Linked DNA regions of Cricetulus griseus: region 1 is linked to region 2. Evidence: chromatin contacts called from public Micro-C data. All regions are on one chromosome and are shown on one strand. Each heading gives the region's core, a stretch centred on a gene start, on an enhancer-like site or on the middle of the called end of the contact. The rest is flanking DNA. Distances are from core to core; before and after follow the strand shown.

What was found. A called contact is a pair of places that touch in the nucleus more often than the background predicts.
Region 1: a contact with region 2 is called in a Micro-C map of the CHO-K1 cell line, with 4 times the contacts expected there. The contact joins the promoter of Stam2 here to the enhancer-like site in region 2. A contact is called at or near these places in 2 of 8 Hi-C or Micro-C datasets (both in the CHO-K1 cell line).

The regions. Positions count from the first base shown.
Region 1 is chr6:121,615,283-121,619,950 of CriGri-PICRH-1.0, forward strand. It overlaps Stam2 (signal transducing adapter molecule 2), which reads left to right and starts at 2,011. Exons shown (of 13, transcript XM_027420434.2): 1 at 2,011-2,148. The coding sequence starts at 2,109. LOC118239057 (a long non-coding RNA gene) reads right to left here and starts at 1,888. Exons shown (of 2, transcript XR_004770487.1): 1 at 1,610-1,888; 2 at 1,157-1,499.
Region 2 is chr6:121,366,599-121,370,971 of CriGri-PICRH-1.0, forward strand. The region is part of intron 1 of Fmnl2 (formin-like protein 2); the gene reads right to left. Among named protein-coding and RNA genes, the nearest start is that of Fmnl2, 140 kb to the right of the region's middle. Within about 2 kb of position 2,938, at least 1 of the 6 cell types and tissues checked has open chromatin away from gene starts, as enhancers often do. A contact at or near this core is called in the CHO-K1 cell line, where this site is marked.

The DNA of each region.
Region 1 (4,668 bases), core at 761-3,260, 250 kb after region 2:
TGGGATTAAAGGCATACTCCATCACCACCTGATCTGATTCCATCATATTTGTGAACCTAACTTTATAGCTGATAATGTATTCACCATTCCAGATTACTTCACCTGTGAGGGTTCTATTAACATCTCCTAATACTAAAGGTTGGAAAATAATTTTTGTTTATTTAAAGTATAGATATGAAAGGTAATCCTCCACTACACAGGTCAATCTGGACTACAGAAGAGCTTGTCTCAAAACTGATACAAGAATCCATACATAGATATTTAAATGTAGAAGTAATTCTCACAATTTAAAAAATCACTGAAAAATTGGGAGCCCCAGAAGGGCTAACATTTCAACAAATGGCTGATATTTACTAGTAGCTACCAGCTTTAGTCTAAAAACGTTTATTTTAATTAATTTACTTGAGAGAGAGTCTCACTATGCAGTCCTATCTGGCCTGGAACTCAACATATATCAACCTGTCTGTACTACCACATCCTACCCTAAAAATCTTTCAAATTTTAAAAAAAATATGTGTGTTTATGATGTGTGAGAATCTGGGTGTGCTCAAGCTACTGTTTAAGAGTGAGGTCACTTTTCAGGACTTGGTTCTATCCTTCCATAGTAGCTTTCTGGGGACTGGACATGAGCTCTTATGGCTTGGGCAGGGAGGGCTGTTACTACTGAATCATTTCATTGGCTCAAGGTCCCAGCTTTAGATGTGTGATTTTCAATTCAAAAGCCAGGGCTACATTCTAAAAGTATTTATTGATCACCTACTTGCCAGATACTGTTTTTTAGTCCTTGGGTTCATAATAGTAAATAAAGCTCATGGAATTTATACTCTAATGAAAACAAATACCACAATTAGTTGTTCCTTAGAGAATGATAAAAGATATGAACAAAATATGAACCAAAATATGTGGAGAAGTAAAGGGCATGGTTTGCAGGAAGGGTGTTTGCACAAATACATTCACTTAAATGCCTGGATGGATCCTGTGGGAACCTGAGTTTATGACTCTTACTAACAACCAAATCATTATAAATGTTTTTGCACTATAAAGCTTGAGCAAGTCAAAAGCAAGAGTGTACTTCCACTCATCTTTGAAGAGTACTCAGATCCGTCAGCCCCTTGCCTCCCAAGTGCTGCGATTAATGGCATGAGCCACACACAACTCGGGGCATAAGGATTTTTAATTATGTTTCTGAGTGTGAGTATGTGAACCTGAGTGTAGATGCCAACCAAGGCCAGAAGAGGGTGTCAGGTTCCCTGGAACTTAGAGTTCCTGGCTGCTCTACCCGTCGCCCCCCTTCCCTCCCCGTGGAGACTAGAACCAAACTTTGCCAGCAAGGGCTCTTAATTGATGAGCTCTCTCTCCAGTTCCTTCACTCATCTCTGTATTTCTTGGTCCAAACTTTGTTTTCATACTGAAGAGCTGAGAAGCGAAGGCGAAGAGTCTCTCCGCGCTCGCTTTCCCGAGTGCTTGGTCAACTGAAGGATCCAACAAACATCAGCAACCTAGGAGTCAATCGACAGATTCTCAACGCTCCCCATAGGCCAGCGGTTCCGTTTCCATAGCAACCGGGACGCGGAGCGCGCGCGCGCGGCCCCAGAGGCCAAGACCTGACCTGGTACCCAGGTAGTACTCGGGTGAGAATGGAGCCTCTGTCATAGTCTGGGGCGAAGGGACCCACATCCCGGGACCGCGCACTCCGCCTCGCCTCCGGGACGCAGCAAGCTCGCCGGCCACCAGCGTCTCAAGCATAGACAACTTCCGGCCTCGAAGTTCCACCCCGCCTCCGAGGCTCGCCCGGGTCCTCGCCGCGGCAAGGTGACCGTGGCTTTCGCCTGGCCTGAGCAGCAGTCGGGCCAGGGGCTGCTACGTCCTTAGGACTGCGGTGAGAGCTTTGCAGGTGCTAGTGCTCGGCCGTCCGTCGTGCGGCCCCGCCGGCGGGGCTGGAGCAGAGGACGGCCGGGCGCAGGGCGCACAGGCGCGCGCGGGGCAGGCGCGGAGGCGGAAGTGAGGGCACGGCCTGGCCAGCCGTCTAGGAAGCCGCCGCGGGTCGCCCAGCGGGAGTATTTGGAGCCCCGCCGGACCGTCGCATTTCAGCCTCGGATGCCGGCGCGATGCCTCTGTTCACAGCCAACCCGTTCGATCATGACGTGGGTGAGTACGGTGACCTGCGCCGTCCGCGCCGGGGAAAGTGGGCGGCGGTCCTGGTGCCTGAGAAGCCAGGCGGAGAGCGAAGGGGCGGTGCAGCTCTCGACAGCGGGGGGCAGCCTCGGAGCGTCTCTGGCCAGGCTACCTCCTACCTGTCAGAGATTGGGGTACCTATCAGGGCTGTTCTCGTCACCCAGAGCAGGAGTGGGGAAAAGGCAGGATCGCTGGAGGCTCAAGTTGCTGATACAAACTTCCTGATTTCTCCAGAGCTGGTTAACACCCTTCCCCTTGGAAGAAAGTGCAGTGGTGGCCATCCTGCTGCCTAGGGTAGTCCCGAACCAGAAACCTAGACTCACCAGGCTTAACTCACATCGCTTCCGTATAAACACATTCAAGCTCTGATGGTTGCATTTTCAATGTTTACTGACGTTCTGAATGTGCTGCGAGAGCCAGTCTCAGAGAATGAAAAGGAAGACTCTCAGGATCTCTAATTAGCCCAGAACAACTGATGTTTGTTGGAGTCAAACTTCTGGTTATTCAGGTAGTATAGGTCTTTCAGAATTAGGAAAAGATGGATGGAGTAAGCATAATATTAACAGTAAAAGCAAACGGGCTGGCAGTATTCTTGAAGCAGTAGTTAACAGGCTCCTAGCGACATTTTAGGATTTAAGTGATTTTGAGTCAAAATGTTACATATTTTAGCAGTGAGCTACCAGTTCAGTTACAATTCCTTAGTGAAGAGAAGTCTAGAAAGTGCCTCATTTTGTTCTACAACTCTCACAAGTCATGTTCAAGTGTATGGGAGACTAATTATATAGGAAGCATGTTGAGGCTTAGTCGCTGATTTGGGATAATTGTTCTTTTATTACATTACCTACGTGAGGCATTGCACTTTTTAATTTTTATTGAATTAATTTAACTTTCACAGTGAGTCTGTATATAGTCCAAGCTGGCTTCAAATTCCCAAAACCTCTGTTTTAGCATCGAGAATTCTGGGATTCCAAGTCTGGGCCTCCACTAGGCTTGAGACCTGCATGTCTTACTGTAAAAGCTTTCATTTTGCTGTAATGAAATGAATCAGAAAAGGCAAAACAGAGGAGGCTATTTTATTTTTTCTTTTATTTATGTGCATGGGTGTTTTTTCTGTATGCTAAGTTTGTCACTTGTTTGTTGTGTCTGAGGAGGTCAGAAGATCATGTTGGATCACCTGGCATTGCTGTTACAGAGTCGGATGAGCCACCATATGAACTGAGCCATCTCTCCAGCCCAAGACAGGGTATTTAAAATATAAAACCTGTGAACTCTTTCTTCTAGGAAATAGTTCATGGAAGCCTGTTGTGTTCTTATTGCAAACATTTCTGGTAGCAGTAGTCTGAGTTACTCTGCCCAGTTTATGTTTCTAAACTTTTCCCTCAGTGGTTTCTGAAATCCTTGCATCATAGTTTAGTGTAGATTTCTTAGGCTCTGATCTTCAGACAGAAACAAACAAACAAACAACCTGTGTAGATATATCATGGGCTATGTCAACTAGAACTTGAAGTGTTTCTTCATCAGCTCTCACATGACTAAATTCAGTTTCCAAAATGTCAAGTTAAGGGTGAAAGAATGAGTTTGATGGAGGCCCACCTAGACAAATGAATGCAACTAGGGAAAAAAGGGAATGAAATTCTAAGGAGCTCAGACTGGTCTGAAACTTACATCAGAGAAAAATTACATGTTCTAGTTTTCAGACCTTAAGGACTCTTAATGCAGAAATGTTAAATAGTACAAAGCAAGTCATTATCTGACTTGAGCATTACAGCAAAGTTCTTTTACAGTGTGTCTTGACTTCTCTTCCTCTCTCTCTCTCTCTCTCTCTCTCTCTCTCTCTCTCTCTCTCTCTCTCTCTCTCTCTCTGTTTTTTAAAGACAGGGTTTCTCTGTGTAGCCCTGGCTGTCCTGGAACAAACTCTGTAGACCAGGTTGCCTCTTTCTCCCGAATGCTGGGGTTAAAGGCATGTACCACCATTGCTCATCTTTTTTCAGCATTGTTTTTATTTCTCCTCCCCACCCCCCTTACCTGTGTTCACTCTTTTATTCACCAAAAATTCAAGGGGTGATTACTGTATATTAGGCATTGTGTTAAGTTCTACAGAGACAAAAACTAAAAAATATACTGAGTTCTTGTTCACAAGACACTCAAGGAAGGATACATGCTCAGGTAGATAGTTATACTATGATGTGATTATTGCAGTGTGATAATTATGAGGAATACATAAGATGGTATAGATCCTTCCTTTTGCCTAAAAGTCATCATCTATGAAGGCAAGAAAAGCAACAGTGTAAGGTAGGCAGTTCCCCGGAGTAAAGTTTCCACCCTCATATTCCTGACAGCATTTCTTCAGTAGAAGCATGTACCTCTTACACTATGTACAATAGGGCACAAACTGGATTGTGTCCAAGGAGAAAATAAACGTGGAGGACTTGGTGGGAAGATGGAGTGGCTAGTGTTAAAAGATACTGGCATGCAGACCTCTTCCCTTTTGCA
Region 2 (4,373 bases), core at 1,688-4,187:
AGGTCCCTAGATAGATACCACTCAACTTCAAGTAAAAGACATGGCTCTATGTGGGAAGAAGAAAAATAATATGCACACAGGACATGAAAAAGGAAGTGTGTGCATATAGTGTGTATGTGTGTGGCGGGGGGATCCTCACTATATTGATCTTCTGTGTTCTCAGCTGGGTAAACCGTAACACGGGGTGGGGGCAACTCCAGTAGCTGAACTCAGCCCACCCACTCAATGTGTTCTAGAGGCAAACATTCTTCTGTTTCACACAAAGCAGTGTTATTCTTCTCCAAGAGAACTGTATTTGGAGATATGCCAAGATACTACAGTGGCCATTAAATCTCTACATTCTATAACAACCTAACCATTCTCACTCAGAAGACAAGCCATACCCAACTCATACACACCAATCTATCCTAAATCCAGTGACCCCTCAACATCCAGCAACTGAATGATGAATCCCAAGAGTTACTCAAGTGTTCCCTGACCCAGGTTTGTCCTCTTCAAAGGAGAAATCCATCTCCAGGTACAAATGACCCAGTTTGACATTAGGCTCAACAACCAGCAATAGAATCAAGAGATTTTCAAAGTGTGACTTGGCAAACTACCTCTCTTCTTTCGAACAAGCCTTTAAAAACAGACTCTCTTACCCTGTTCTGATCTCAGGGTCTGCTGGCCTGGTGCTACCACACTGTCCTTCCTGAGCCAGCCAGCCACTGACAAGTAGCTCATTCATCCCCTCTCTCTCCTCTATGCATATATTTATAAACGGTAGGCACAATATATCCTCTGTTATTTCTCATGGTTGGGCAATAGGGACATTATTTGATAGTGAGGTGCCATACATACCATACATGGTTTCTAAGTAAATAGGATTTATTAAAGTTTATCCACCCAAAGAGCATTATCATATCTCCATCTTGTTTTAATGACAAAAGGACTCTAAGATTTAGAATGTCTTCTGATTAAAATGGTAGAAATAAAGTTTAATCACAAGCCTGGTAGTTGGAATCCTTTGCACCAGAGCACAAATTCTACTTACTAGTGATTCATTATGGAAAGTACAAGATTTCTGAGGCTCAATATTGTTATCTACAAACAATAACAAAACCCACAAACAACAACAACAAAATAAAAATTCTCAGGATCACTGTGAAATACTGAAAATACTTCTCGTGGTAGATATACACAGATCTGGGTGTAGTGCCTATAGGAAAGGGTATGGCAGAAGATGGAGGTTCTAGGTAGACCATAAAGTCAAATGATGTACACATGCACGCACAAGAGCATGTGGGGGCATGCGCGCGCGCGCACACACACACACACACACACCAACCACATTTTTAATACATCCTAGAATAACCACCAGCCATATGTTGACTGGTAAATAACCTTTTGACTTTAGTTCCCTAATCTGCATAACAAGGATGTTAGTTTACCACCAAAGAATCCTGAAATAATTTGACAATTAAAAATTAAATGAGTGAGCACATGAATGGTGTTTCATGGAGCTCACACGGTGCTTACGAAACTTCATCTATTGAGGAAATACTAGAATACAGTCTACAGCACAACAAATTAAAGGAAGAAGAAGGGGAAAATGGAGCCTTGGTCTTTAATATGGTGCCCTGGAGAACCTCTCCCATGTAATAGAAATGTCTGCATCATGATTCCAAAACAGAATGCTAATAAGCCCTAGTATACTACAATGATGTCAAACTCTGGCATGATTTTAAGGTTTGAAGGATGAAATGGTAAGGAAAATCTGTCTGATTCTATGAAAACTACTAGCCTACAATAGGAACTCTAGAAAGCAGCACTATCAGGTGTGCTGGTGTGGGTGGTGGTGGGTCTAGTCAAGGCCAGGCAGGGTTCAGCAAAAGCAAGCCACAGGAGAAAGTAAGAATCTAAGAGGAGCTGAGGGCATCAGTAGTGGGAATTAAAGACCAAAGCTGTGTGGTACCCAGCAGGCAGGCACACTTCTCATAGGCAATCACAATTCTTTTAAAGCGGTGGTTCTCAACCTTCCTAATGCTGGGACCCTTTAATATAGTTTCTCATGTTGTGGTGACCCCAACCATAACCCAACCATTATTTTGATTGCTACTTCATAACTGTAATTCTGCTGTTATGAATCATAATATAAACATCTGATATGCAACCAATGTGGAAGGGTCGTTGAACCCCACAAAGGGGTCAAGACCCACAGGTTGAGAACTGCTGTTTTAAAGAATAAAAGGAAGGTGTTTTTTTTTCCTCATAATTTATATGCATTTTTTTAAATGGCCACTGAGTTATGAGGACATGCCAAAACAAAACAAACAAGCTTCCTTAAGTAAATACTTAGCTGTTTAGACATGAGTATTTAGAGCAAGTGAAACAGGTTGTTCTTTTTGCCTAGAGAGAACTAAAAAATTATTTAGCTATTAAGGGTTCTGTGACCTGCAGAGGCTTCAGGCACTAGCCTGGATGAAAACCACCTTACTCCATCATGCTCTGTATTATTATCTCCTAGAACTATTCTAAAATAAAGCCCTGTGGAAAACTGCCAAACTTTCATCCCAAGCTTCATAAAGGAAATTATTTTAAAGACTTGGATGAGGCTTGTTTAAGAAAAATGATTGCACACAATTTTCAACTAGATAAATAAAATTTTATTCCAAATATGAGATCCCCCTCCCCCCCCACCGACGCATGCACACCAGAGGTTCTATATAAACTGCATGCTACACAGCACACAGAAAACATTTACCCTGGTAAAATAAGATCTATTCTAGACTCATATTATATACACCAGCGGTATGCAATCCTTTTTCAATGTGTGTGTGTGAGGGGGGGGGCTAATTGTATTTTGATTTTCTATAATGTATATATGACTGAAATACAACAAAACTCAGTGACACATGAAAGTATCATGTCATATCCCTCTGACTCAGTTTCTGGAGAATCATGATTCAAATGTGATGGTATTTCAAGACCATTAATCATTTTTATTCTTGCTTCCTCCCTATAGTATTCTAATCCCAGGGCCATTGAGGAAAAAATTACACTCTATGCATGGCAAAGCATGGTGCCTGGCACATTAGAATGGATCCAATTATCAGCAGCTCTGCACAGTTAAGATTTCCCATGGGCACTTTTCCATTGAGCACTCCGAGGGCAAAACTTCATTCCCGCATCTGAGTGGGAAGAGAGTCAGATAAGCAAGTACTTCAAATAAAATCTTCACTGCTACCACCTTCCCCCATGCTGCAACTGTTTACAAACTCCACAGCCTGCCTGGTGGTGGTGGCCCATGCCTTTAATCCCAGCACTTGGGAGGCAGAGGCAGTTGGATCTCTGTGAGTTTGAGGCCAGCCTAGTCTACAAAGCTACCCAGAGAAACCCTGTCTCAAAGAACCAAACAAACAAACAACCCCCCCCGCCCCCCCCAAAAAAAACTCCACAGCCTATTGACTCTGGAAACAGAGTCTGTGTACCAGTGCTTTCTTGCCTTTGATGGTTTAAAATCTGTTTTCAGGCCTACTTGTACACTGTGAGGCCAAACAATGAACACTACTTTCCCTCCCATACTTGCTACAATACAGTCTGTTACTAATTTCCACACAGAAAACTATCAATTTCTAAAACTTGGATCAGTAGAACATTTGGATAACATTCAAAGAATATATGGTGTCTTCTTGTCAGTATCTAAATCCTAGAGGTACCCTGAGTCCACCAGAGAGACACTACAGTATATAAATTCCCCAGACAAACTCACAAGTCTCCTCCTAAAGGAAGGGGCGGGGGCAAGTAAAGTCTCAAAATTTGAAGAAAAAAAGGCTAGTGAAACAGAATCTCTTACTGGCTAATGCTGGAAACAAATGCTCCTAAATTCACTTAACCCAGGACATCTTGGGGGATTTTGATTCTCAGGCATCAGGACTAGCTGCCCAGTTCACCATGAAGCCTCCACTCTACCAGCTAAATCAATAAAAACATAGTAAGTGGATGAAACCTCCATTCCCCTTTCCCAGACAATCCCACTGACAATAGCAGTTCACAAAGAATCGAACATTTAACTTCCAAGACATGTCTTTTAGGAAAGTCAGAAGTATATTTCCTGCGTTATCTTTCAATAGAACCATTCCTCAATGCAGGGAAAATCTGACCCCACTATGTTGTCATGTGGTAAAACTGAATATATCCATATGTCAACAACATAGTAAGGACAAAACATAGAAAAAGACAGCCCTTCAAGAAACACAGTTCTAAGGAGAGTATACCAACCGTGGACCTCCATGTGGTTTGACTACACATCAATGTAAGTTGTTCAATTGCCCATAAAGCATTCAAAACTGTCAAATGTCATGAGAAATGTAGAAGATTTCATATAAAAACAC